7 separate regions of the Mus musculus genome follow, and all the other regions are linked to region 6. A link is a contact called in public HiChIP or PLAC-seq, Micro-C and promoter capture Hi-C data. All regions are on one chromosome and are shown on one strand. Each heading gives the region's core, a stretch centred on a gene start, on an enhancer-like site or on the middle of the called end of the contact. The rest is flanking DNA. Distances are from core to core; before and after follow the strand shown.

The links. Promoter capture Hi-C pulls out the DNA fragments that hold promoters and counts their contacts. Hi-C and Micro-C count contacts between places; a contact is called where the count stands out from the background. HiChIP or PLAC-seq counts read pairs in DNA pulled down with a chosen protein or histone mark. Capture Hi-C pulls out chosen DNA fragments and counts their contacts.
Region 1: a contact with region 6 is called in a promoter capture Hi-C map of the HPC-7 cell line. The contact joins the enhancer-like site here to the promoter of Unc50 in region 6. A contact is called at or near these places in 5 of 39 promoter capture datasets (the HPC-7 cell line, cranial neural crest, hippocampal neurons and 2 more) and 5 of 115 datasets of contacts at active chromatin or transcription factors (bone marrow-derived macrophages, embryonic stem cells, large pre-B cells and 2 more).
Region 2: a contact with region 6 is called in a Micro-C map of embryonic stem cells, with 4 times the contacts expected there. The contact joins the promoter of Sema4c here to the promoter of Unc50 in region 6. A contact is called at or near these places in 6 of 39 promoter capture datasets (the HPC-7 cell line, cranial neural crest, embryonic stem cells and 3 more), 6 of 484 Hi-C or Micro-C datasets (Sertoli cells, embryonic stem cells, palatal mesenchyme and 1 more), 4 of 115 datasets of contacts at active chromatin or transcription factors (astrocytes, embryonic stem cells, memory CD8 T cells and 1 more) and 2 of 9 other capture datasets (adipose tissue and liver).
Region 3: a promoter capture Hi-C map of hematopoietic stem and progenitor cells shows a contact between it and region 6, with 4 times the contacts expected there. The contact joins the enhancer-like site here to the promoter of Unc50 in region 6. A contact is called at or near these places in 12 of 39 promoter capture datasets (the 3T3-L1 cell line, 3T3-L1-derived adipocytes, the C10 cell line and 8 more), 1 of 484 Hi-C or Micro-C datasets (growing oocytes), 11 of 115 datasets of contacts at active chromatin or transcription factors (the 230-238 cell line, bone marrow-derived macrophages, cardiomyocytes and 7 more) and 3 of 9 other capture datasets (adipose tissue, embryonic stem cells and liver).
Region 4: a promoter capture Hi-C map of embryonic stem cells shows a contact between it and region 6, with 4 times the contacts expected there. The contact joins the enhancer-like site here to the promoter of Unc50 in region 6. A contact is called at or near these places in 12 of 39 promoter capture datasets (the 3T3-L1 cell line, 3T3-L1-derived adipocytes, the SN4741 cell line and 8 more), 3 of 115 datasets of contacts at active chromatin or transcription factors (bone marrow-derived macrophages, fetal liver and stem cell-derived neural progenitor cells) and 1 of 9 other capture datasets (adipose tissue).
Region 5: an H3K4me3 HiChIP or PLAC-seq map of forebrain shows a contact between it and region 6, with 7 times the contacts expected there. The contact joins the enhancer-like site here to the promoter of Unc50 in region 6. A contact is called at or near these places in 9 of 39 promoter capture datasets (3T3-L1-derived adipocytes, erythroid cells, frontonasal cranial neural crest and 5 more), 3 of 15 datasets of contacts at CTCF or cohesin (embryonic stem cells, large pre-B cells and pro-B cells), 9 of 484 Hi-C or Micro-C datasets (DN3 thymocytes, cortical neurons, embryonic stem cells and 3 more), 18 of 115 datasets of contacts at active chromatin or transcription factors (the 230-238 cell line, DN3 thymocytes, bone marrow-derived macrophages and 9 more) and 3 of 9 other capture datasets (adipose tissue, embryonic stem cells and liver).
Region 7: a promoter capture Hi-C map of adipose tissue shows a contact between it and region 6. The contact joins the promoter of Cnnm4 here to the promoter of Unc50 in region 6. A contact is called at or near these places in 1 of 39 promoter capture datasets (liver), 1 of 484 Hi-C or Micro-C datasets (regulatory T cells), 1 of 115 datasets of contacts at active chromatin or transcription factors (astrocytes) and 2 of 9 other capture datasets (adipose tissue and liver).

What each region holds. Positions count from the first base shown.
Region 1 is chr1:36,912,918-36,916,732 of GRCm38.p6, reverse strand. All of the region lies in intron 1 of Tmem131 (transmembrane protein 131), which reads left to right. Among named protein-coding and RNA genes, the nearest start is that of Tmem131, 25 kb to the left of the region's middle. Within about 2 kb of position 2,047, at least 59 of the 459 cell types and tissues checked have an H3K27ac peak or open chromatin away from gene starts, as enhancers often do. A contact at or near this core is called in the HPC-7 cell line and bone marrow-derived macrophages, where this site is marked.
Region 2 is chr1:36,557,016-36,560,810 of GRCm38.p6, reverse strand. Sema4c (sema domain, immunoglobulin domain (Ig), transmembrane domain (TM) and short cytoplasmic domain, (semaphorin) 4C) reads left to right here and starts at 2,430. Exons shown (of 15, transcript NM_001126047.3): 1 at 2,430-2,795.
Region 3 is chr1:36,806,248-36,810,069 of GRCm38.p6, reverse strand. It overlaps Tmem131 (transmembrane protein 131), which reads left to right. Exons shown (of 41, transcript NM_018872.2): 30 at 1,085-1,243; 31 at 1,594-2,186. Among named protein-coding and RNA genes, the nearest start is that of Zap70, 46 kb to the right of the region's middle. Within about 2 kb of position 2,124, at least 31 of the 459 cell types and tissues checked have an H3K27ac peak or open chromatin away from gene starts, as enhancers often do. A contact at or near this core is called in the 230-238 cell line, effector CD8 T cells, hematopoietic stem and progenitor cells and 1 more, where this site is marked.
Region 4 is chr1:36,829,265-36,832,680 of GRCm38.p6, reverse strand. It overlaps Tmem131 (transmembrane protein 131), which reads left to right. Exons shown (of 41, transcript NM_018872.2): 12 at 3,007-3,115. Among named protein-coding and RNA genes, the nearest start is that of Zap70, 69 kb to the right of the region's middle. Within about 2 kb of position 1,485, at least 82 of the 459 cell types and tissues checked have an H3K27ac peak or open chromatin away from gene starts, as enhancers often do. A contact at or near this core is called in embryonic stem cells, where this site is marked.
Region 5 is chr1:36,782,352-36,786,194 of GRCm38.p6, reverse strand. Zap70 (zeta-chain (TCR) associated protein kinase) reads right to left here. Exons shown (of 13, transcript NM_009539.3): 13 at 3,375-3,734. The coding sequence ends at 3,611. Among named protein-coding and RNA genes, the nearest start is that of Zap70, 22 kb to the right of the region's middle. Within about 2 kb of position 1,369, at least 50 of the 459 cell types and tissues checked have an H3K27ac peak or open chromatin away from gene starts, as enhancers often do. A contact at or near this core is called in cortical neurons, embryonic forebrain, forebrain and 3 more, where this site is marked.
Region 6 is chr1:37,428,263-37,431,900 of GRCm38.p6, reverse strand. Unc50 (unc-50 homolog) reads right to left here and starts at 1,762. Exons shown (of 6, transcript NM_026123.4): 1 at 1,408-1,762; 2 at 325-608. The coding sequence starts at 604. Coa5 (cytochrome C oxidase assembly factor 5) reads left to right here and starts at 1,798. Exons shown (of 3, transcript NM_198006.4): 1 at 1,798-2,032; 2 at 3,476-3,559. The coding sequence starts at 1,934.
Region 7 is chr1:36,469,455-36,472,874 of GRCm38.p6, reverse strand. It overlaps Cnnm4 (cyclin M4), which reads right to left and starts at 1,278. Exons shown (of 7, transcript NM_033570.2): 1 at 1-1,278. The coding sequence starts at 1,182. It overlaps Gm33454 (predicted gene, 33454), which reads left to right and starts at 1,106. Exons shown (of 3, transcript NR_168706.1): 1 at 1,106-1,413.

The DNA of each region.
Region 1 (3,815 bases), core at 798-3,297, 520 kb after region 6:
TATTTGTCCGTATCAGATAGTGATAGCAAAGAAATAAACTTGGTAACTTTACATTTAAACTTTTTAATTTTTTGGAGTAGGGTGTAGTAGTGTTGCCTATGTTCCCAGCGTTTCAGAGACTAAAACAAGATTGTACATTCCTTTGCACATTAGACTACCCAGTAGGATTTATTCTCTTCTTGCAGTGGTAGCCGCCGACCGAACTGTTACGTCTCCTCTTCAGGGGTTTGGATGACAGGTATGGATCTATAGGAGCAGTCTTTTTTTTTTTTTTTTTTTTAATTAAGAAAAATTTGTATCTGTATGCATGCATATGGGCTCGTGCCCATCTGAGTGTAGGTAATCTAGGAAGCCAGATGACGTGTTCAAATCCTCTGGAACGGGAGTTGAGGCTGACATGGGTGTTGGCAACAGAACTCGGGTCTTCTGCAAGAGCAGTACACACGCAGCTGCCGCTCTTAACGCCACGCCATCTCTGTGGCCCCTGCTGTTCTTGGTCAGAATCTTCCTTTTCACTGGGTTTTCTTCTCAGAGCCTGCTCTTCTCCTAAGTTGTTTTTGCGTGGCCCTTCTTTCTGTACTCATTAAAGTTTTAAGATCTGGCTAAAAGAACCACAGGGCGGAGGTCCTGGGCAACTGCCATCGACTCCTAACTCATCTCAACTCAGAATCACACTTAGATCATGTATTCATAGCAGGCAGAGGACAGAAAATATGGCAGCTTTTTAGGTTAGCCTAGGCGAAGACTAGTTTATACACTGGAGAATTTCTTTCATACTGTTTAGAAGCAGTTTTAAATAATCTACGCTGTTTGGGAGGTTAGTGGAGTTGTGCCAGTCTTTCTGGTTTGTTGTTGTTGTTGTTGTTTTAATTAATTTATTTTTTAAGACAGGCTCTCACTGTCTTGACTGTCTTGGACTCACTATGTAGACCAGGCCTGCCTGGGCCTCCTGGGTGCTGGGATTAAGGTGTGTGTTATACAACGCCTGCCAGTTGTGCCAGTCTTGACCCAGCATTCCCATTGTCCACTACATGCTCAGCAGAGGGTTCCATGGCCATCCCTGACAGGAGTACTTGGTAGGTTGTAGCTCTCTCCTGTGTCCCAGCTCCCTCATGTATGTAGATGAGGACCCAGGTCTGGCCAAGAGCCAGTGTTTTCCCTAGTTTTCTTTGATAGGAGCTAATAGCAAAAGGTAAACTTACTATCAGTTAACCACCCCAAACCCAAAACTGAAAATTCAGAATGCTCCTAATTTTGAGGGCTTATATGCTGCCACAAGTGGAAAACTTTATACCCGATTTCATCTGAGAGGTCACAGGCAAACCTAGGTACATAGCTGGGGTGCGGCTCAGAGATGGAGCACGTGGCTCCCTCACTCATGTTAGAGCTTGTGCTCAGCGCTGTAAACCACAGGCACCGAATGCATGCCCACTCAGAATACTCTCTGAAATTTCCTTCAGGCCATGTGTATTCCTATATGTAAAATGTAATTTTTTTGTTTGTTTGTTTAGACTTGGGTCTCATCCCTAAAAGCATTCCAGAATCTGAAAAAAAAAAAATCTGAAATCTAAAACAGTCTTTCTGTTTGTAATTGTTTGCAGTATGTGACACTCAGTTTGTACTTGGTAGTTTATTCCTGACTTAGGAATTTCTACCCTTCTTCCCAGGGAATTAAGCTAGTGTATACTCTTTACCCAGCAGCACAGAGAGCACATAGTAGGTGCTGCTAGACATTTGTGTTCGTGTTAATTTCTTCTGGTTTGCTGTGAAGGTGGAGATAAGGAAAAGACTCTACAGTGGAATTGACTTAGAAGGACATGTGTCTGCTGTATATTAAAAAGCTTAGTGGATAAAAGTGGACCTATTCTTAGCTACATGGGATTCTTGTTTTCCTCAGTAACATTTATTCGACTATTTTAAGGAAATCATGGAAAATATTGACTTCCTTCCTAATGGTGTCCCCTGAGGCTTCCTGCACTGCCACTGAGCTTGCTCCACACGAGTGGTATGTGACTCTGGACCTAGCTTCAGAAATGGGAAATGACTTGAGCAACAATTGCAAGGAAGTAGAGGTCAGAGGTCAGCATTGAGAAAACTCAGCGGAAGAGTAGAATGTTGTAGCCGTTTCCCACATTCCTTAGCAGTGTTTTGGGCATTGAAGCTCTTTTAATTGAGAAAGGAAACGAGGTCTTTGATTGGCAGCTGGGTGATGGGGCTGTGCGGTGGAGGTGCAGGGAGGCTTCTGTCTACAGAGAAACTTCCAGGAATGAACACTGGATTTGCAAGTTTCTTAGAAGTAGATTGGACTATCAGAATGTTCCTATACGCAGGCTACTTTGAGCTTGTGGGGAGAGAAATGGATTTTGGGGAAACATTCTAATTTAAAAAAATGTTTTATTCTTTCAGATGTTACTTCAATCCTATGCAAATATTTTGAACTTTAAGAGTAATGTACCACATGTACTTGCATAGGTCTAGAACTTGTAAGAATGTGGTATAGCATTAGCATTACCTGGTATTCATTCATTCATTTATTTTTATGTATAGTCCCAGCTGGCCTTGGAATTTGTGATCCTCCTGCCTCAACCTCACAGGTTCTGGTGTTAGAGGCATGTACTACCAACCACTCCTAATTCGTTTTTCTGATTCCAAACTAATGTTCTAGTAAGTATAGTTTCATTGTGTTTCCTTTCCTTTCTTCCTTCCTCTTTTCTTTGTGTGTGTATGTGTGCGTGTGTGCGTGCGTGCTTGAGTGCGCATGTGTGTGTGTATTGGAGTCTGAACTCAGTCTCCATACATTTTACTCATGCTCTCCCACCATGCTTCCCTCCAACCCTTCAGTAATATAAAGCTGACTAGGTACTGGGATCTTAGGGTAGAAAAGCCGTTGAAATACATACAGCACATAAGAGATCGTGAACAGACCAAAAGTAAGGGGCAGCTGTGTTTGTCTTCAGAGTGTGAAGGCTGTGGCAGGGGTGTTAAGAGCTGCCCTCTGTGCTGGGCGGTAGTCGTATATGCCTTTAATCCCAGCACTCGGGAGGCAGAGGCAGGCAGATTTATGAGTTGGAGGCCAGTCTGGTCTACAGAGTGAGTTCCAGGACAGCCAGGGCTACACAGAGAAACCCTGTCTCAAAAAAAAAAAAAAAAAACAAAAACAAAACAAAAAAAGAGCTGCCTTCTGAGGGACCTTAGCACATCATTTTATGCATGAGACCTTCTTCTAGGGGAAAAATAGTATGTTGACTGAGTTTTATGGATTGCATCCCACCAAACTCCCTCCGCTTATTTGCTTCATAGGAATACTTATTGTGCAGTAAGCTTCACCAGTTTTAAGTATTCTCAGATTAATTTTAAAAACGTGCAGCTGTGGAAACAGGAACGTTCATTGTCTTGAAAGTCCGTGGCTTCTTCTTCACAGTTAGTATCTCCCTCAGTGGGCCAGGCAGCTACTTGTCGTCTTTCTGTCACGGACTCATTGTCTTGTCTAGACTTTCAGATAAATAGATCATTTTGTATGGAGTCCGAGAGGTTTGACTTGATTCACATAGCTTAAGCTTTCGAAGCCCTTGTGCTGCGTGTGTGTGGTAAGCGTTTATTGCCGAGTGGAGAGATCCCTCTGTATGATGTAATGGTGTGTTCCTTACCTACTGGTGAACTTAACTTTGCTTTTCTCCCTATTCTGGAGCCGTGATGTTTAAATTTTTTATGAATGTCCAAGAAGCCTTTTTTAAAGGTATTGTTTCTTTCTTGAAAGCACCTAGAATAGGTTGATGTGTCTGATTAGGTGGTGATGTTTAATTTTAATAAACTGT
Region 2 (3,795 bases), core at 1,181-3,680, 870 kb after region 6:
GTCCAGGTCCAGCAGGCCTTGAATAGAGCCCCAGTGCACACTCCCTGTCTCCATCTTGCCACTTTCCTCAGGAGGGATAGTTGCTAAGAAGCAGGATATGCCGGGCGGTAGTGGCACACACCTTTAATCCCAGCACTTGGGAGGCAGAGGCAGGCAGATTTCTAAGTTTGAGGCCAGCCTGGTCTACAAAGAGAGTTCCAGGACAGCCAGGGATACACAGAGAAACCCTGTCTCAAAAAAACCGAAAAAAAAAAGCAGGATACTACGGATACTACTCATGTACTGGGATCTGTGAGGGTTGGCTCCAGCGCCTGGGAGGCATGTAACATATCTTCTTGTGTTTCCTTTATTTGGCTAAAAGGCTTTAAGCCGTAGCAAAAGAGGCAAGTTAGGGAAGCCCTTATTCTGTCTGCCTGAATACAGATGACGGGTGTGATGTCTTCCATAGCCTATGCTAGGCAGGCCTGGAAGATGTTTTTGCAATTTTTTTTTCTGTATTACTGTATTTTTTTCTTGATGGACAATCCAGGATCCTTATTTTTTTCTGCCAGCTGTCCTTTTATTAAAAAGCATGAATCACGAACAAGTAGTCATGAGAGGAAACTTTATCTTCTGCCCACCCACTTGTGGAGAAGACCTGTGACAGTAACCAGTGCGGCAGGAAGGGGCAGAGGAAGAGTGGTGGGGGGTGGAACGCTATCGCTGGGGAGCCCTGTGCCCAGAGGCTAACTGGCTCTGTTAGTGGAATGGTCTCATTTCTACCTCCATGCCTGGCTTAGAAGACCCTGGCGCCTGCCATGAAGGTACAGAATACTGTCCCTGCCAGTGAAACTAAAACCTTTTGAAACTTTCCACTGGGGCCACCTTGGAGGTAGAGCCAGGGAGCTCAGATCACTACCAGGCAGCCCTCATTTCTAGGGGCAAGGCTTACAGGTGAGAAGGAAACACAGCAGGAAGTGGAGGTTAGCCTCATGGTTGCTGACTGCTGAAAGGATGGAGCTTCTGGGCTCACAGTTTTCCTACCTCTCCCTTCCCAAGCAGGTGGGATGGACCATATAGACTGCGTCCAGCGCCAGGATCTCACTAAAAATGTCACCTTGCTCTTTGTGTGGATTTGAGCCCTTTTTTTGTTTGTTTGTTTGTATCTTGCTTAATCTCTTATTCAGTGAGAGAAACAGTAGCTGGCTTGGAAGTCCTGTTTCAGCCTCCTGGAGCTGAGGAGTCTTAGCTTTTAGCGAATCCTGAGCTTGGAGTGGGGCTTGCCCTTAGTAGATGAACAGGAGCCTGGTCAAGAGGAGTGTGCATGGCTCCCTCCCTGGCCAGCTTCCATAGGACACCCTCCCTGCCCACCCCTGGCAATAGCTGGCCTGCCTCCTATCTCTGAGGTCACAGCTTTGTTTCCTAATGGAAAGGAGCTGGGAAACGTGGCTCTGGCCAGCGAGGGAGAAGGGGCCCTTCTGTGTCCCAGTAAAGACCCAATTGTTACTGAAACCAAACTGGGCTGCCATTCTCGATTACTCCCATTGCTCTTCTGCTCTTCACTTCTCAGGTGCCACGTTTTAGCCCAGAACAAAAGCTGCTGTCGGACTGATTTATACTCCAGATTTTACTTATGGGGTCTGAAGTGTTTTTTCCCCTCCGGGACTGCCCCCTGGGGCTCAAAGTTACCACAGAAACCTCCAGGCCTCCTTCCCTTCGTCCCTGTCCTTTGATTCTGGTTAGGGGTGGTCTCCAGGTACCGCTGGGGCAGTTTCCCCGAGGTTTCTCAGTCCACCTGCCCACTGGAGGACCAGCTGGCTGGAAGGATTTGCCAGCCAGCACCGTCCAGGAGGCCACAGCTACAAGTTACTTCTAGGAGCGCCTGTGGGCGGAGGCTGGCAGTTCTGAAGGTGGTGGTGGTTCGCTGCGTGGCTCCCTCCAGCCTCTTTCATCTGAACCGTGGCGCGCTCGTGCCTCTAGTTAATCAGCCTTCCAAGCCACACCAAGAGTCATTTCCCGGGGGTAGGCTCTGCTGGAGCCTGGAAACTAGGAGCTGCCTGCAGTCTTGGGGTCTCCTCTGCCTGTGAGCTGCTCCTTCCAGTCCAAGGGTTAGGGCCAGAAAGGAGGACAACTTTGGAGTCAAAAGACTGACCACTGTGGTTAGCACCTGAGAGAACCTTCAGTTTCTTCTCTTGCTACGCCACCCCCTTCGGGTACAAGTCCCAAAATGGTTTGCCAGTTTTCGTTCCCGTAACTGGAGCGTGGGGAAGCCCCTCAACCCTTCCAGAGAGCCCATCCCGCCTCAGGACTTGAAGGCACACTTCACCAGGTGAGTGCAGTTCGTGCAGTTCCCGGTGGCAACGCCTGGAGTCCCTCCCCGCCCCCCACCCCGCCCCCTCCCCGCCTCCGGCCGCTGTGGCGCAGACCTTGACTCACGAGCTGCAAGAGTCGTAAAGGGTCCCCAAGCCTCAGTGCCGGGTAAGCAAGGCAGCGGGTCGCAGCCCCCTCCTGGGCGGGCCTTCGCGTCCCGCCCCCGGCCACCACTCGACACCCTCTGCCTGACGTCAAGGGGTTGGGGGCGGAGAGCGGCGGTGGCGGCGGCTGCAGCGGAGAAAGAACCGGCGCCCGGCGCGGTGGAGCGCCGAATCCGAGCTCAGGGGCGCCGAGAGCCGTGCTGAGACCGAGGGGCGGTGGCACGGGACAGCCTTAGCGTGCTGGCGGGCGGGCGCAGTCTGGAGCGGCGCGGGGGCAGGGGAGGACGGTGGCCGGAGTCAAACGCGAGGGCAGCGCCCAGGGATTGGAGCTGCACGAAAGAGGTGAGTGAGGCCGGAGCGGTGGGGCCCCGGGGCCGCTGCTTTGTCCCCTTGCTTGGGTAGGGGCTAGCGCGCGCGCTAGAGGACAGCGTCTAGGGGTGCAGGGCGGGGCGACAGCAAAGACAGCTGTCCGATCCGGGTCCCTCTTGAGTCCGCCGCGGGCTGCCCAGTGGCGATCGGCATCAAGGCAAGCAGTGCCTGCAGCTCCACTGGCCGGAGCAGCGGGAGCCTGGGGGTACGGACAGCGCTAGGGGCAGTGGGGGACCCTTGGGCTGTCCAGCGCGCGGTCCGAATCTTTGCCAGGCTCGCGAACTGCTCGGGTTCCCCCCACCTCGACGGAAAGTTAGGGGCGGGCTTGGACCGTGGCCGATGTTGTGGGATCGGATTTCCCTAGCGCGGCCCCCCGCCCTCCCGTTCTGCTCCGGAGGCGGGCTGGCACTGAGAACCAGCCCCCTAGCCAAAGCTCCGCCGCCCGGTCCCTCTCTGGAGCGCCGCAATCCACGACCGGGTGTGCAAGTGTGGGGTGCAAATCCTGGTCCTGCACCCCTCCATCCCCTTGGCTGTCCGTGTCCCTTGCTTCGGGAAGAGCTTGGGGGTTGGGTCACCGCTACGCCTGCAGATTCTCGGAGCGCACCACCGGGTTTTGACCCCAGCCTAGGGTAATTGGCAGAGAGGAAACTGAGGGTGTGTCAGGGGGGACTGCTCCGGGGAAGGCAGCCCCAGCCCCCCGCCCTTCCCGCGCGGAGGTTCTTGGCCGACAGGGGGCGTCCGCAAGCCCGGCTTTGCCACGCTCCCAGCGCTGCCGCTTTGTTTGCATTCAAATCCCCGGAGCTGGGGGAGGGGAGAGTCCACAGTAGGGAGACCGAGACCGGGTCTTGGCTAGGAACCTTTGTTTTGGGGTGCAATCCTCAGATTCTGCATCTCTGTTCCCAGCCCCTAGCGTCTAGATTAGTGGAGATCCGTTCCGTTTGCCTACTGCCTAGTGCATGGTCCCCGAGGTGCA
Region 3 (3,822 bases), core at 875-3,374, 620 kb after region 6:
ATGAGGTCTATGCTAGTTCATAAGAAAGCAAGCACAAAATATCAGGTATAGTTGCCTTATTTGGGCATATGTAATTAACATCATTATAAGCCTAAGCAACGTAGGACAGAGTAGAAATGTTTCTGAAGGTTTGGCATTCTTATCTTTATATCAGTTTATTTCCTTACGTACTTTAGAGACTCAAATATACTTACAATAAGTTATTTATAGCTGCTTATACATCCGTAAGGGAAAGAGAGGTGAACCTCCATCCAGTTTCTCTCACTGCAGCTGTCTCCTCTGACGCACATTATTGTCTTCACACTCAGCTTCTGTGTAGGATTGTGAACCTTTTTTTTTAAGATTTATTTGTTTGTTTGTTTGTTTATGTGAGTACACTGTAGCTGTACAGATGTTTGTGAGCCTTCATGTGGTTGTTGGGGGTTGAATTTTTAGGACTTCTACTGGCTTCAGTTGGCCCTGCTCACTCCAGTCAACCCGGCTCATTCAGTCCCTGCTTGCTCTGGCCCAAAGATTCATTTATTGTTATATATAAGTACACTGTAGCTGACTTCTGACACACCTGAAGAGGGCGTCAGATCTCATTACGGTGGTTGTGAGCCACCACGTGGTTGATGGGATTTGAACTCAGGACCTTTGGAAGAGCAGTCAGTGCTCTTAGCCACTGAGTCATCTCGCCAGCCACAGTTGTGAACTTTTAAAGTTGGTGTGCAGAGGCTGGAGAGACAGCTCAGTGGTTAAGGAAGGCACCGGTGCTCCTCCAGAAGATGTGGGTTCAATTCTCAGCTCCCGCTTGGCAGTTACAACCACCTTAACTCCAGCTCCAGGAGAGCCCATCCCCTTTTATGGCCCCCGTGGGTATTGCATGCATGTAGCGCACCGGCATCCGTGCAGCCTAAATACTGTACGCAGAGATCGGTCCTATAAACTCTGAACTACGATGCTTCATTTTTGTCTTTCCTTAAAAGTGTGTTACAGACAACTTGGAGTTTTTACATCATTCTGTAGTTATCAAGGAGCCTGTGGTAACCAAATATTATTCTTGTTTTGGCAAAGAATGCTGACCCGCCCCTCTGCTCCACAGTGCACTCTTTCTCCTGGTCATTGGAACAGCCTACTTGGAAGCTCAAGGGATTTGGGAGCCCTTCCGAAGGCGACTCTCCTTTGAAGCCTCAAACCCGCCCTTTGATGTAGGAAGGCCATTTGATCTCAGGAGAATCGTTGGTATTTCATCTGAAGGAAAGTATGTTCATATACTAAAAGTCCACTTTTTAATACACATAGACTTAGCTGATATAATTACAAGAAGTGAAATTTATCTTTACTCGGAATTTTTTAAAAAACGATTCTGGTGCTCAGATACTGAGAACTCATGAGAGTTCTTAACAGGGACAAAATATGCTTAGTTATTAGTTATTAGTCCTAACCTTATTTATAACTGTCAGAGGTGACAAACTGTAGAAGGTTGTGGCTCTGATCCCTTCCACTTCTGTCCCTAGTTTCTCTTTATGATGGGTTTACTAATGAAATTTTTTTCTTAGTATTAGGTTGGAAGTTACTGCTTACTGATTTTTCAATTGATCCATTTTTCAGCTTGAACACACTTGGCTGCGAACACAGTCATGGTAGGGGTTTCTATAGTAACGCATCATCCCGGCCTGGTACAGGCAGTCACAGGCAGTGTGGCACATCAGTCCACCCACACAGCAGCCATGGCAGCAAAAACTCAGCTGATGTGGACAACGTCAGAACCAGAAACAGTTCAAGTATGTCAAGCAGGACTTCTCCACAAGCAGCTGCCTCACAGTCTACAAGCAAAACCAGCCCCCTAGTCTCAGAGACAGCTGCAGCAACCCAGGGTCACACAGCAAGCAGGAAGTCCAGAGGGGCAAAGCAGGGCCAGCACAGCAGCCAGCACCACAGCCACAGCCACAGCCCACTGGAGCAGCACTCACAGCCTCCACCACCAGTGCCTCAGCACCAGGAGCCACCACCCGAAAGGCTGTCTCCTGCCCCCCTCACACACCCTTCCCACCCCGAGCGAGCCAGCACCACACGGCACAGCTCAGAGGACTCCGACATCACCAGTCTCATAGAAGCCATGGACAAAGACTTTGACCACCACGACTCCTCCCCCCTAGACGTGTTTACAGAGCAGCCTCCGTCACCGATGTCAAAAAGCAAAGGTAACCCTGTCCAACCCCCTTCCAAAGAACAAGGCGTGTGAGGGAGAAGGAGCAGTCAGGATCATAGGCAGTGGATACAGCACCTTGTTAGGTAGCTCAGACCCATCTCCTGCGGGAAGCAATGGCCTCTCTGTATCACAGTGCAAACGGAAGCAACTGCTTGTCATGAAACTTGTTCTTCCCTTGTTTCTCCAGACAGAATCTGATGGACGGCTGCCGGTGATAACTGTTACAGTCATTTTTAAAAATTATTTTGAGGCCAGGTATTGCTGGCACATACCTTTAATCCTAGCACTCGGGAGACAGAGGCAGGAGGATCTCTGAGTTCAAGACCTGCCTGTTCTACAGAGCGAGTTCCAAGACAGCCTGGGATACACAGAAAAACCTTGTCTCAAAAAACAAACAAACAAAAATATTTTGAAAACAGGGCTAAAACCAAAACCATCTACCTCTTAACTCAAAATAGAATTTCTAGCTGTGCACACATCTGTAGTTGTACTGGTGAGGTAGAGACAGGAAGTTTGTCACAGGCTTGAGGTCAGTGAGGCTACACACTGACACCTCTCTCTAAATAGGAAAAGGGGCAAAAGAAGCAAGTGAAAAAATAGTTGGTGAAACCTCCAAAGAGGCTGGCCAACAGGACAGGGACAACAGGAAGTGGTGGCCGTGCACACATCACAGTCTTGTAGGCAGAGGAGTGAGGGATGTACCAGATCTGCAGAATTGGTAGGTTAGGGAAGGAACTTTGCCAGAAGGAACCACACAAACAGGAGAAGTGTGAACAATTCAAGGGATGGAAAATCCAAGGCCAGAGTGACAGCGAGGTCTAACAGGGAGCATGAGCGAAGGCTTCAGAGTAGTGGGAGTGGGAACAGGCGCTTGTGTGCAGCCTCATGGGTAAGGTACAGAGGAATACACCTTATTGGCAGTGGCAGGGCCTCAAGACTAGAGCAATCCAGAACCGCAAGATTGGGGACTCAGAACTTGGAAAGAAATGTGGCGCATAGACCATGTGGTTCCTAAGACTGCAAGCAGCCTTTCCATCAGTTCATCTAAGGGGGTGCGACCACAAGCCATCAATCATGGTATAGTTCATTTCAAACAAGCTAGGGGACAACAGCGTTGAGGGGCTTTTGGGTTTCGGAGTTGCAGATTAGGCACAGGAGACCAAGGGAGGAAAGTCCCTGTGGGTGTGGTGTGTGCCCCTTGTAGAGACCAGGAGAATGCGTGGGTCGCAGCAAGACCAGGCCAGGTGTCTTGGTTGCTTTTCTATTGCTGTGACAAAACACCATGACCAAAGCAATGCTTATAAAGTGAAGCATTTGCTCTGAGGGCTCACGGTCCCATGGCCATCAAGGCAGGGAACATGGCAGCAGGCAGGGCACACAGGGTTCCACAGCAGGGATGAGTGCTCACATCTTGAAGCAGAAAGACATTACTGACTGAGATTGATGTGAAACCTCCAAGCCCACTCCCTGGACACAAACAGTTCCACCAACTAGGGACCAAGCCTTAGGGGGCATTCTTATCCAAACCACCACATCCACTCCCTGGCCCCCTTAGGTCTGTGGCCATATCACAAGTCAAAATGCATGTAGTTCATCTTCCAAGGTCCCTACAGTCTTTCACTTTCAAC
Region 4 (3,416 bases), core at 236-2,735, 600 kb after region 6:
TCAAAGGGAGGCTTGCATGAGCTTCCTTGGTAGTTGATGAGTGGGAGCCATTTGTATCAGCTTGACATTTGCTCTAGTGAATGTATACACAAAATATCCAGTTGCTATGTACTAGCCGGTTTCCCCTCGCTTGTTGGCATGCTCTGACTGCTCAATATGTCTTGGAATCTTTTTTTTAAAAAAAGACAAAAAACCAAGGTCTCACACGTGGCTCTGAACTCACAGAGATCTACCTCAGCTTCCTAGGTACTGGGATTATAGGCATGCACACCACACCTGACATAATTACTGAGTGCTAGTTTGACCTGAATATCATGAGAAAAGACTAAACATGTATTAAGAATAGATGCAAGCATCAGATCCCATTACAGATGTTTTGATCCTCCAGGTGGTTGCTGGGAATTGAACTCAGAACCTCTGGAAGATCATCAGTCAGTGCTCTTAACCACTGAGCCATCTCTCCAGCCCTGCTTTCCCATTTCTTAAGTCATCTTTGAATTAGCAGTAGTTAGTAACTAGTACTAAAGTGGCTAGTATAAATAAGTTCATTACAAGGCAATGATTTTGAATAATTTTTTCATCTTAAGTTACCTGAATGAACTTTAAGTATTTTATTGTGATTTTTGTTTGTTATTTATTTATTTGTTATTTCCTTAGACAAATGAGTTTTACCTGATGATTCAGGTTTATTTTTAAGAGTGCACAGTTCAGACTCCTTGTGTAAAGTGGCTCACCAACTTTACATTTGTTCACTATTAGTGCAGTATGTTTTGCAGTGATAACTCTGAATGTAAATTCTCTCTCTCATTTGGCAATGCTTAAAGTATTGCATTTGAAGTGAAAGAATCATTTTTTTTCAACATGTATTTTAAGATCTTCCTGCTTATAACAACTGTATCTCAGCAAAAAAACATGACTTGTTCTTTCTGGTACGGTTTTGCAAGGCTGCTACCACAGAGAGCATGCTACGGTGTGGCCCCTCAGGAACCGCTGCAGCAAGGGAGCATGTCTGGACATGGCCGTGCTTCCATTGTTGCTGTCTCACAAGGTAGACAGTGAAGGAAAGCCCTCTGAGGCCTCAGCTCACAAGGCCAGCTCTCTAGCTCCGCAGACAGATCATACCCTAGAGAAATTCTCACAGGTGGGGAAGTGAGCCTGAGTGTGGCCACGAGCAGCTGGGGCTCCAGCTGCACTCCTGCTGCCTGCCTGCCTGCCACGTGTGCTCCGTGGCTTCCCTTGCTCGGGTGGTAAAATCGTGCAATAAAAGCAAAAGAAACTTCCTTCCATTTGCAGCTTAGCTCACAGTTCTAGCTGTTCTTTGTTTACTCTCAAAATGCTTACATATGCTTGAGGGGATGGAGAGGTCTGTGTTTTAGACGGTTGCTACTAACAGTAAGCTTATTGATAAGTAAGGAATTGCTGTGAGCAGATCTTCTGGTTCCCAGCCCAGTCTTCAGCGCACAGTGAAGCAGATGAGAAGCTCATGCTGGGAGAGCAGAGGTGCAAGGATTCCAGCAGTGCTTCTGCGGGAGGGAGGGAGCAGTCCTTAGGGTGCCCCAGCCTGTGAGGTCTTGCTAGCCCCCAGGGCTAATGGCAGTGCGTGGGAGAGTGAGCTGCCCTGGCAGGCCCTGGAGTTACTCTAATCTTCTTAAGTCCCTGCCATAGCAAGCACCAGGCTGCAGGCCAGTGTCCTTTTTCATATTCTTCTCACTTCTGTTGTGGCTTCAAGGGACTCACATTTGATGCTCAGACTGGGAAGAGTTCTCCTTTATAAGGATCAGCCTCGACTGGGGAGGAATCTAGTGCCCTGCCGGCCGTGAAGCAGGCATGAGCTTCACAGGTGGAGGATTGTCCTGGGGGGAGGGGGGGGGATAAGTGGGCTTTGATGTCAAGTTCACACAGCCCCAATGATTTGATACTTAGAATTAAGGTTACTGTGCAATTTGTATACCAGGATGTCAGACAAGTGGCCCTGTACCGAGTCAGGAGCCTGGCTTCAGTCCTCTCGGTACCCGACTGTTGAAACATTGCGTTATACTCTGAGGCTTTCTTTCTTTTTTTTTTTTTTAGATTTGCTTATTTATTTATTTATTTATTTATTTATTTATTTATTTATTTATTATATGTAAGTACCCTGTAGCTGTCCTCAGACACTCCAGAAGAGGGAGTCAGATCTCGTTATGGATGGTTGTGAGCCACCATGTGGTTGCTGGGATTTGAACTCCTGACCTTCGGAAGAACAGTCGGGTGCTCTTACCCACTGAGCCATCTCACCAGCCCGAGGCTCTCTTTATTAGAACAGTGCGGATAGAATTGATATCTTTGAATTCTTTCAGTTAAAATGATTTGTATCATTGAGGATAATTTAAAAAAATAAACCTTATAAAGTGTTCAATTTAAATATATACTAAAAATACACCATTTAGTGGGGTGTTTGTTTATTTGTTTGTTTGTCTTAACTTTAAGTTTGTGTAGATAGACCTGATTTCCTAAGTTGTAAGCATCCGAGCCTCACTTCCAAGTTCAGTGCCTCTGTAGTGAGCCTCAGTCCCTAGTGCTCACTAGAGTGCAGCCTTACCCTTTGACAGTGGACCGTGCTTACCCTGCCAAGCTGGGGAGAAACACTGCAGAGGCCACATGGGGTCACAGTGCCCTGAGGTGTGCTCACTCTTCCTACTAGGACACAGTTTCAGGGCACCTTTGTGTGTGGCTTTCTTCAAGATGGATGAGTCTTGAGATATCTTCTTGTCCTCTTATCTTAGAAAGTAGGCTTTCATGTAGAGAAGGAGACCTTTAGGTTTCCCATGTGTGAGTTCGTCCTGAGGTGTCATACTTAGTCATCTCATACTTTGCCATCACTGCATTTCATACAGTGTTCTTGTGAAAGTCGGGCTTTGCTCTTGTCTTATTTCACTTACAGCTACTAGTATTACGCCTTACGTTTGTGTATGCTTTTCTTTCTACCTAAACTACTAGACTAAAATAACAGGTTTGTTTTCTTCGCAGAGTGTTCGACCAACACCACAAAATGACGCTATCACGGTACATTTTAAACCAGTTACGTTAAAAGCTTCTGAAAGTAAATATACCAAGGTTGCCAGCATTAGTTTTGATGGTAAATATTCATTTTTTTCTCCTAGAGTGGTTATTATTTTGACAAACTAGAAAGCTCCTATGTTGATGAGTTAATATAGAAATCCAGACTATTTTAATACTACTGCCTCAATTGATTTTCCCCTATGAAGATTCATCATTAACTTACTTTATTAATTCATAATATAACTCCACAAACCTAAAACAGTATGTACAATCAGGAAACCTAAGCAGATGTGTTAGGGTCGGAAGTTTCTGTAGTGTGGGATAACTAGTCACAGCAGTCGACATTTACCTTAGTTATGAAGTCATTGGGTGTTTTA
Region 5 (3,843 bases), core at 120-2,619, 650 kb after region 6:
TTGGTCTGAGGCCCTGTCCCATCCCTATAGGCTGTGGGATCCCAACAGTGAGCCTAATGGGCAGTGCAGACTGGGGACCCACTCGGGAGGCTGAGGCAGACAGCGCATGAGTTGAAGGCCAGCTTGAGCCAGAAACTGAGCAAGCTGGGGGAGAGCTTACCTAGTACGTGCAAAACTTGGGGTTCATTCCCCTGCACCCCATAAAACTAAGAATGCTGGCCCCTGCCTGTAATCCCACCACAGGAAGTGGAGGCCAAGAGGAACAGAAGTTCAAGGTCGCCTCTAGCTACACAGACTTTTAGGCTATCCCGGACTTCAGGAGACCCCGGCTCAAAAACAAATAAACGAAAACGGGGGCGGGGGAGGGGGCTGGGGAGCAGGCGGAGTAAGTTCTGTTCCCAGCACTTGAAAGGTGGCCAACGACCATCCATACCCCTAGCTCCAGGGGACCTGACACCCTCTTCTGACCTCTATAGTCACAAGCACGCATGGGATGCACCGACGTACGTGCAGGCAAAACATTTACAGGTGCAAAAATAAAGCCACGAAACTGAATGGTGACTGAGTCACGCAGTCGTTTCTTCTCCGGACATGTAAAGGCTGCGAGTACAAGGCAGGAGCCATCAGCTACAGAATGTCGTGGTCTTGCTGGATCAGGGGCGACATCCACAGGCAAAGCAGAACCTGTGGTTAAGAGAAGTCTGTGAGACCGAGGGACGGGGCTGCAGGAGCAGATGATACTGGAAAGGAACAAAGAAAGATGTCCCTCCGTACAGCCTCGTGGGGCGGCGGTGGGCTCAGTCCTTACTCTGAACCATTCTTCTGCGCTTTTCCTAGGCTGCTGCTGCCCCTCCCCCTCCTCCTGGCTGCTGGTGGCAGAGAAAATGGGAGGGTTTCTCTCTAAAGCCAGGTTCAAGCGTCAGGGCTTTAAGCGTCCTTGTAGTTCCCGGTACCTTTGAGATCTTCCCACTGGTTTTTCTACATTTACTTTCCCTTTTCAGTCGACGCGCCCATAGAGAAACTGAGGCACGGGAGGGCTAAACAACCTGCCCCCGGGGCAACTGGGGCTAAATCTATAAACAGCAAAAAAGCGTGCCACACTAAAGCAGAGGGCTACGCTAAAATACAAAGGCGCAAGAGCCTGGATGTATTCTGCGAGAGGGTGCGGAGCCCGGGTCCCAGAGGCTGGCAAGAAGCATCCTGCAAACCGGCCTGGAGTGAACCCTCTGCAGGCGGCGGAACTGACGGCTGAAGATCAGAGGCGAGTCTGGATTCTGTTCCCTAGCCAGAAGCTGCCAGAATAAGGACAGGTGAGCGCCCTGTGCCAGGAACTGAGCCCACCTTTGCTTTTACTGTGGCGCCACCTTGTGGCATTGTTTTAGAACTACAACCTCTTCAGAGGATTCCGTCATTGCCAAGCCTTTCCCAGTGTACTAGATACCCACGTGGATGTTTTAATACCAAACCAATTAGTGATGCAGACGATAAAATAAATAAAAACAAAAACGTATTTATTTTCTTAAACGTTTGTGCAATAATATGTGTCATTGGGCTGGAGAGATGGCTCAGCGGGTAAGAGCACTGACTGCTCTTCCAGAGGTCCTGAGTTCAATTCCCAGCAACCACATGGTGGCTCACAACTGTCTGTAATGGGCTCTGATGCCACTTCTGGTCTGAAGACAGCGACAGTGTACTCACATGCATTAAACTAATTAATTAATTAAAATATATAATTATCCAATAACAAGTGAATTTTAATGCAACTGAAATATTTGCAAAAGAAACCATTTCCAGCAGCCACAAAATCCTACCACTGAGGAAATTTCTTTCTTGATCAACTTATTAGTTTTAAAGAGATTAAAGACTGTTTAAGTTTTAATATTGTCTATGAATTAGTAATACAGCTTACATATGCAGTAGTAACGTCACCTTCTAATGAAAAACGCATATCTCCCTATTCTCAAGGCACTGCTAAGGGGTTTTCGCTTGGTTTTGTTCTGGTTTTTTGAGTTTTTTTTTGTTTTGTTTTGTTTGTTTTTTGCCTGTTTGGAGTGTGTGCTGTTGATATAGGATCTCATTATGGAACCCAGGCTCGCCTGCAACTTATAACCTCCTCATCTCAGCCCCGTCAGTAAATCTTCAACACAAAATGAGGCAGAGTAGGGAAGTACTCAGCACTCAAGGGTGCTTACTGCCTTTCTAGAGGAACCAAGTTCGATTCCCAGCACCTGTGTCAGACATCACAATCCCAGGAAATTCCAGCTCCTTTGGCCTTCCCAGACACCTGAAAGCATGTACAATTCACTCCTGAGACGCAGACAGACAGACAGACAGGCAGGCAGGCAGGCAGGCAGACAGGCGCACCGTCACGCACGCACGCACCTAGGAGTACAGAATGAAAACTAATAGTTAAACCAAATTAAGCTCTGTACTGGATCTAACGTTATTGTCTCAGCATTGTCCTGCTGACCCTATGTGCGTGTGTCAAGGCTCCGGGGCTCCTCGCTGCCCTCAACCCCATTTAACAATTCTCCTGTGACCCTCACAAAACTTCCAGAACCTTCCCAGAGCATCTGGCTTTCCACCACAAATAACAACAAACTTTACTTCCCCAGAATTCCCAGCAAATCTCACCTCTCATTGGCTCTAAGTGTGATATGCCCCCCCACCCCCGCACCCTGCCATCCCCAAGTCACTCTGGCCAAGGGAAGGAGGCACTGATTTGCTGCTGAGGGAGGAGCCAATCTCGCTGAGGGCACAGGTGGCAGGCACAGTCGAACCATTAGAATCCTGACTCCATCTCACCTCACCTGTTGGGGTATGCCCTCCATTATTTCTTGGGTAGGGAAACTGAGGCAGTAAGACTTGGGGAGTTCTGAGTGGGACTCTACCTGAACTGACCCTGGGGATATGGACTAGCTGTGACTGTGGGGGCGGGCCGGGGCAGGTGTGGGGCAGACACTGGCAACAACCCAGTCAGGACAAGTATAAGAACTGGGTGTGAGGACCCCCTAAAGAGGCCAGAAAACCTGTTTCAGCTGGCTGGGGAGGGGAGCAGGTAGTCTGTAAAAGCCTCTCCAGGTGATTGATCCTGGTGTGTAGCTGTTACAAAAGAGCCCATGGTGTCCAATCTGGGATGCTGAGGCCCCTGACATACACAGCCCTTAGCACTCAAACCCACCCTGGCCTCCATTTCCCAGTTTGCCCTGACACCTCGTTCCCCTGATGATAACCCTTCCACAGCCTTATCTTCCATGGGGCCCCATGGGGCTGGACCTACTGACAAGATTGCTACGTTTTTTTCTTACTGGTTCCACTCAATTGCCCAGCCCTTCCCAGGCTCCTGGCCCTGGTCGAGGGAAGATGAGAATACTCAGCCAAGAGAAGTGGAGTTTATTCTGATGCTGACAGTGACCCCTGGAGGACTCTGGGCTCCCACTCAGAAACAGCGGAAGTAGACTTTGGGAGCACACATCCTCTCAGCCCACTGGTGATGTTTACCAATATCCCATCAGCCCCAGCCCATGGGGCGGGGCGAATCACATGGGACAGTCGATAGGGCTCCTGAACACAGGTCATCCTGGACAGAGGGTGTAGGGAGGCTTGGGGCTCAGCCACATGCAGCCTCGGCCACCTGTTCACACTGTGGGGGTCCCTCGGCCCGGCTGGCCAGGCTGTAGTAATAGTTCCGCATACGTTGTTCCACAGTCAGGAAGTCGGGGCGATCCTCCCACCTGTTGGGAAGACCCAGAACCCAGCCTCAGCCAGAGGGCAGAAAGGTACCAAGGGATAGGGAGTTGGGGCAGACTTTTGGGGCTCAGAGGAGGGAGGGCTGTTGGATGA
Region 6 (3,638 bases), core at 513-3,012:
TTCCTGAGTGCCAGGCCAGCCTGGCCTACACATCTAGAAGCTGTTTCAAAAGAGAAGGAATAAACCAACTCTGGGACGAACCCCATGCCCTACTTTCATACACTGGGTACAGTAGTTTACTCTGGCGTGTTACAGCCAGCACTAGGAAGAACTCCACTTTCTTTCTTGCCAGTTTTCTCATGTTTTAGAAAAGACAAACAAATCCCACAGCTTCACACACCCCAAGAGTCTGACCCGCCATACATTATCCCAAAAGATAAAGTTTCCTCTGAAAACCCCAATTTGTTTTTCTACTATACTGCTTGTAAACTGAGACACACTTACCACAGAGCCAGATACTTAAGAGGACTAAGAAGGCAGGGTCATCTCTGGCCCACTGGTCCTTTGTTTGCTTCCGGTAGTGAAAGTTTCTATAAACCCTCTGAGGAGAGGTAAACAGGTAGAGCATCTGCCATGCAGCAAACTCAAAGTCCATCTGCCGAAATCGAAAGAGCCTTCTGAGGTACTTGTAGCGTTTTGCTCCAGCCGTGTGCCTTGCTGCATCCCTGGAATTTAATACTCCATTCCCGTGCATCGAAGAACTCAAGGAAGTACTTGGTAGCATCTTCCTAGATGGAATGAGAACATTTCTCTTAGATGTAATCTTAAATGTAATTATTTGGCTACTAGAACTCCTCGTCAGCGCTATGACGTTTTCTCTTGCCACCTTCAGAAAGGATTAGGGGCCAGAAGCTATAGAGTTGGTTCTGGGGCTTGTCTAGGGGCTGGCCAAGGGTAATGCCATCAAGGCAGTACCACAAACTCCTGTATCACCTGAAACAAGCACTTAACTTCAGTCGATGGTTTCCCAACCTTCACCTCAATCAAGCCTTTGACAGCTGCAGTAGCTCACTACTGATAATGGAGGCCAAGGAAAAAGCAGCACAAGGGGGTGTGCAATGACGTCCTCATTAACACGGGACAATGACCGAACACTGGTTCAAAATTCCGTGTTTGTAATGACCAAGATTTAAAACAAACAAAAAGTTTAATCTAAAAGCAAGGTTACTGAAAAAGTAAGACACACAGTTTATTTGTACAAGTCCATCGGCGATGGCCAGCAAGTCCCTGGTTATTCAGAATGTGACAATAAAAATTACACTCCTTGATGGTTTTACTCCTAGGATGGCTGGGTAGGAGGAATAACAGCGCGAAGGGGCCAGTCCAACTAGTCCGAAGCTAAATGACTGCTGGTCACCGCCCAGCCTACCTGCCCTCCGCGGCGCGGCGCGGCGCCCCGCCCCGCCAGCAGGTCTCCATTACCCCAAGCCTCTGTCAACTAAAAATACAAACGGCCCAGTGACATTTGACTTAAGAACAAGCAACGACAAGGTTTCAGGGTGTGTGTCTCCTTGCAAAATTTCAGACCTGCTTAGAATAGAAAAACGGCTCTAATCCTGCGATTCCCACGTAAGCGGCTGTCTTTGGTTTTACCCAGCAGCTCCACGGCGGGCCTAGGACTCGAGCTGCCGGGCGCCGGCCGGTCCCTCGCCCAGCCGCTGAGACGCCAGGTCGCGAGCTAACCGTGGAAACGGCCGACGGCACGAACGCCACCCTGCGCACACAGAGCAGGCCGCACCTGAAGGCCCTCGAGGCCTCGTCCTGGGCCCGGGACTACCGCCACCTTCCCAGGGCAGCCGAGCCCAGCCGCCGCTGGGGCCACTTCCCTTCCCGCTACGTAGCCCGCACTTGCGGCGCTCTGTATTTACGTTACGGACACGCACTTCCGCCACGCGTGCGCATACCCTGAAGAGTCGCACTCCTGGCGGAAGTTGTTGAGACTTTCTCCCACCCTCGCCGGTAGCTTGCCAGTGGGCGTGTCCCACGCCCTTCCGGGCCGTGCGGGGTGACCGAGGGCCGTGATCCAGTGTGGTGAGGGCGGTGGGTCCCCGCCATGCCCCGGTATTATGAGGACAAGCCGGAGGGCGGCGCGTGTGCGGGCGTGAAGGAGGATCTGGGTGCATGTCTGCTGCAGTCTGCCTGTGTGCTCCAGGTAGCGGATCTGGGTGGCAGAGCTCAGTCAAGACTGGCTCCATGATGGCCTGCGAGGGGAGGTCACGTCGAGGGTAGAGGTCGCGCGTCCGCTCCTGACTTTGGACAGGTCTCTTGAGCTCGCATCCCCAGTTCTTACTGGTGTTAAGTGGGAGATAACTTACTACCCACCTAAGGATTTTGTAAACCTTCAGCCAGCTCTGTTCAGGAAGCGATCCCTGAGTGCTGGCACGCGCCACCAGAGACTCCCACTCTAAGGGCAGCTGCCAAGGCCTGTGCCTGCGCCGCATGGCTACTTGATCTGTGGTGGAGAGTTTTGGTTCCTTGGCTTCTAGAATATGGAAGTATCTCATGGTGTGCCATAGTTTCTCTCTGCCGATCTTTAACCTATCTTAAACCTATAGCATTGCATTCTGGGAGGAATTCAACATAAGCCTTTATACTATGTGCTGCCTTGGGAAACAGGCGAGGAATGAGAAGGGCTCAGAGAAACGTAGGGTATGAACTCAGATGATCACAACGTACCTTCCAGTGGGGGATAGTGAGGAGAAAGGGGAGTGGGGAGAAGGTTCAGAACTTTCTCAAAAATAGACTTCTTAAGATTTTATGACTCTTGGAAAACCAGAAAAGTTGAAACTTCCAGAGGGAACTCAGTATGGTTTTCCCATTACTGACCTTGACCTCAGAAGAGCAAGGCCTCTTGCCCGCTGACTCATCTCTCCAGCCCCTCCACCTTATTACTTGAGATAGCATGTCAGTGGACCTAATTGGCTAGCCTAACCAGATCTGCTTGGCTCCACTCCCATTCTGGGATAAACGACTTCTGCCACCATGCCCAGCTCTTTATGTGGGTGCTGAACTGGGAGCTCTCATGCACAGCAAGCATTTTCTTTACTTAGCCACTTTGCCAGCCCCTCCCTATTAACATTTATATACAGAGTTTAGTACTAACACTAAAAGGTCTTTATTTTAACACATCCAATTCATGGTTCTCATCCATAGGAAGGCTTATACAAACATTGACGATATGTCCTAAAAATCTTAGGCTCTGGGGGCTGGAAAATAGATGGCTCAGTGGTTAAGAGCACTTGTTGCTCTTACAGAGGGTCAGGATTTGGTCCTAGCAGCCATAAGGTGGTGCACAATCATCTATCCTCCAGTTCCTCCTGGTAGCCTCTTTGACATCCATAGGCACCAGGTCTGTATGTAGTGCATGTTTGTACATGCAGGCAAACACTCATAAAATTAAATTTCAAAGCAGACTCAAAATACTTACTTATTTGATAATCTTTACATTTGCTTTTCTTTAATCACCAAGGTTAATAAAAAGGAATTAAGAATTTTCTTAAGTCAACTTTAAAAAAAAAAACTACTTTCAGAAGAACAGTTGTCTGTGCTTTGTGGGACAGTCTTTCAGACATTCACATTGGTTTGTATATCACAGGAAGGAAAATCCCCACGGCAGTGTTTGAAGGAAGGCAACTGTAGAGCTTTGCAGTATTCCTTTTTTGAATGTAAAAGATCAATGGTAAGTGATGAACCATTTCAAAAGCTTATGTTACCTATACATAGAATTAAATGTGAATGATTTAATGGTCATACATCAG
Region 7 (3,420 bases), core at 29-2,528, 960 kb after region 6:
CATGGTGTTGAAGTCCAGAATGGCATCACTGCGGATCATGAAGCAGTCGTGTAGCTGGGTCATGATATCCTCCACAGTTTTGGTCCTTAGTTCCAGGGCACCCTGGATCATATTTAACTCCTCCTTCACCAAGTCATTATAGGGCTCTGTCACCTTCAACATCTCCATCAGCTTCTCCCGATTGTAAACAGTGCGAATCTCCTGACCTAAGACGAAGTCCAGGAGTTTGCTAATGGGGAAACTCAAGGGAAAAGTGAGGAGCATAAAGACTTTGGTGAGAACAATAGTGTTGGCACCCACAGCCAGCCCGTGCCGGGAGCACAGGGCTTGAGGTAAGATCTCCCCAAAGATGACAATGCCAATGGTAGAGGAGGCCACTGCCATGATGCCAGACCCGATGAGGTTGTCTAGAAGGATGGTGAGGGAGGTGTTGACTAGCACGTTCCCCAGGAGCAGCGAGCAGAGCAGGTAGTTGCCCTTGCGCCTGATGGGCTCTATCTTGCGAGCATACTTTCTCTCCTTCTCAGTTCCACAGTTCTGCACGATGCGCAGCTCCATCGGGTCCAGGGCCATAAGCCCCAGGTTGAGGCCAGAAAAGATGCCCGACAGCACCAACAGCACCATAACGAGAAGGATGTGCAGCCAGAGCGGCAGAAACCTCCCATGCTCCTCCACCATGAAGAGCAGGGAGTCCTTGTCCGTCCATCTGGTCCAGGGCCCGTCGGCCCGGGGCCGGGTGCACAGCGCGTACAGCTTCATGTTCTCGCTCCTCCGCAGGAACTTGGTAATCACCACTAGCATCCCCGACGTGTTCCCGCGGCTCACGTTGACCAGCCGCTGGACCACTAAGTCCTTGGTGAGCTCCAGGCAGTTGGTGGAGTTGTGGACCGCCTCGGCGTCGTCCACCTCGGTGAAGGAGATCAGGTTGCTGGAGATATCGCCCAGGCTGTGGCCATAGAGCCTCAAGTTCACCGTGCTGCCCTCGGACACGAAGATGATGCCATCCGGGTTCATCCCGCACGACTTGTTGCAGCTCGCTAGCCTCATGCCTAGGATCACGCTCTGCTGGGGGCTGCTCTGGCCGCTGGCCGCCCGCGTCCATAGCAGCAGCAGCGCAGCCAGGAGGAGGCGCCCTCGGGCCGGCCAGCCGTCCCGCCGCCCGCCCCCGCCCCCCGGCGCCATGTTGCTCCGGCCCCGCCGCTGCCCGCGCCCCGCCGCGCGCCTCACTCGGCGCCTCCGCTCCTGCCCTCCTGCCGCTCCGCTGCCGCCGCGCCAACTGCCCCAGCCGAGGACCTGACGTCAGACCGCGCCCCGCCCGCCCCGCCCCGCCGCCCCACGCCCCTTATTTGCATGCGATGTCCCGCCCCTACCCACGGCTCGCGCGCCCGGCTTAAGGAGGTCTGCGCCCTTAAGGTAGAACGGCGCGGGGCGAGCGCGGGAGCCCGCAGCGGGGGTGCGCCCAGCCAAGCTTCCGCGCGGCACCGGGCTTCTCCCGCGCTCCTCCTTAGGGAGCCCGGCTCCCAAGCCCCACGCGCTCGGTTGCTTCCGGGTCCCCTGCACTCTGTCGCTCCGTTCTGGGGCGGGTGGTGCTTCTCCGCGGGCACAGCGAGAAAAATGCATTTCCTGGTTTAGAAAAAGAAAAGGGAACCTGAGGGTTCAGGCTGGCGTTACAGCCTCCTTACTTCTGGGATTTTCGTTGACCTTGACCCAATGCCAGAAATAGGTTGTCACTGCCCCCGAAGTCCCCCAGCCCACTCCTCGGTTCTGTCTAGACCCCTAAGGTGCTGAGGGACCAGGCTCTGACCTAGGTTTTTCACCTGTCATTTCTATTTAGGGATGAGTTTTCATTGAACATGTACTCTTGTTTCATACTCTAACGATACGGCAATGAACAAGCCAAAATTCTTGCACATCTTTAGTTTACAGCCTATCATCAGAAAAATGGCAGTAAACAAGACAAGCCATACGGGGGCAGGAGGGGGAGCGCAATAAGCAAGTAAACACACACAGGAACACTAAGTGTTTTACTTCTTACAGATGCAAATTTTGAACCTAGGCACAAAATCCTAGGCCTTTCAGATCTTCACCGTTAATCCTAGTCCCTGTCTGTAAATGGCGGTAAGAATGACTGGTTTTTTTTTTTTTGTTTTGTTTTTGTTTTTTGTTTTTTGTTTGTTTTTTTTTTTTTTTTTTTTTGAGACAAGGTCTTACATAGCCCGATATGGCTTTGAACTCTTCAAATCTGAGGCTGACCTTGAACTCCCGATCCTATGTCCATTACCTCCCAAGTGCAGGGTTTACAGATATGCACCACCATGCCTGGATTGATTTTATTGTTTAGTTATGGTTTTAGTTTTTAATTTGACGGCAGGAAGAGTGATAACACAGCATCACCTGGCTAAGCACGTGAGAACAACTGGCTTACACACCGAATATGACATAACAACTCTCTGTGAATAGTCTTTGCCTGTGTAGTAATAGTTGTTGCTGCCTGCTCTTTCAGGACCATACCCTTAACCCCAAATTGTGGTGACTGGCCAGCTGAGGCAGCTGCTTGTGGAAATGAACTGAGGGGTGGGGCTGCTGTTCTAGCCTTGAGATCACTGCTTCCTGGTCAGCCCCACTTGGATGTCATCCGGCAGCTATGAACTCAGTGTGTGGGGATGACCACAGCTATCCACCCACAGCTGTCCACCCTGTGAAGGGCAGGACACGGATGACAAACATCCTTACCTCAGTTGCAAGAGCTATACTAAGCACAAGGCCTGGGTTGACCCCTGGGTCTCCCAGCAGGGCTTCTCCTGGCCCTAGAGACACAGTCCTTCTCTATGTCTCTGTACAAACCCCTGTGTTTATTTTTACTTTGGTACACAGCCTGCCAATTAAGGCAACAATCAATACCAGCAGCAAAAATCCAAACATAATGGAACACTCATGCAGTGTTGTGGGGGAGGCTGGGTAGCAGAGGCTGACTTAATGCTCTGGCATTGTGCTGGTGGGTTCTGTAAACAGCCAGCTGGAGGAAGTTCCTTGTGAGGAGGTGCCTCACCTTACACACACACACACACACACACACACACACACACACACACACACAGAGTGAGGCCAGAAGACCAGCTTTTTAGTGAACAGTACCCTCAGGAGTTGGGCAATTGCCCCCTCCCTGTCTTTGACAACCCAGAAGAGCCGCCCGGATTGTTTGACAGCAACCCCAGGTCCCTGGAAGCGCCTATCAGGCCTCATCATCATTCCAGAGGCTATTTTCATTTTGCCCTTTTCGGGTCTGTATTTACTCGTGCTCTATAGGTAGGCACTCAATCTAAGCGACAGAAGCCAACAAAGGAAAGAAAAATAAGTGTTTGAGCCACTTGGCTTGGAAGTCGAAGGGAAGGAGCAGGGAGAGAAAAGCAAGACAGAACA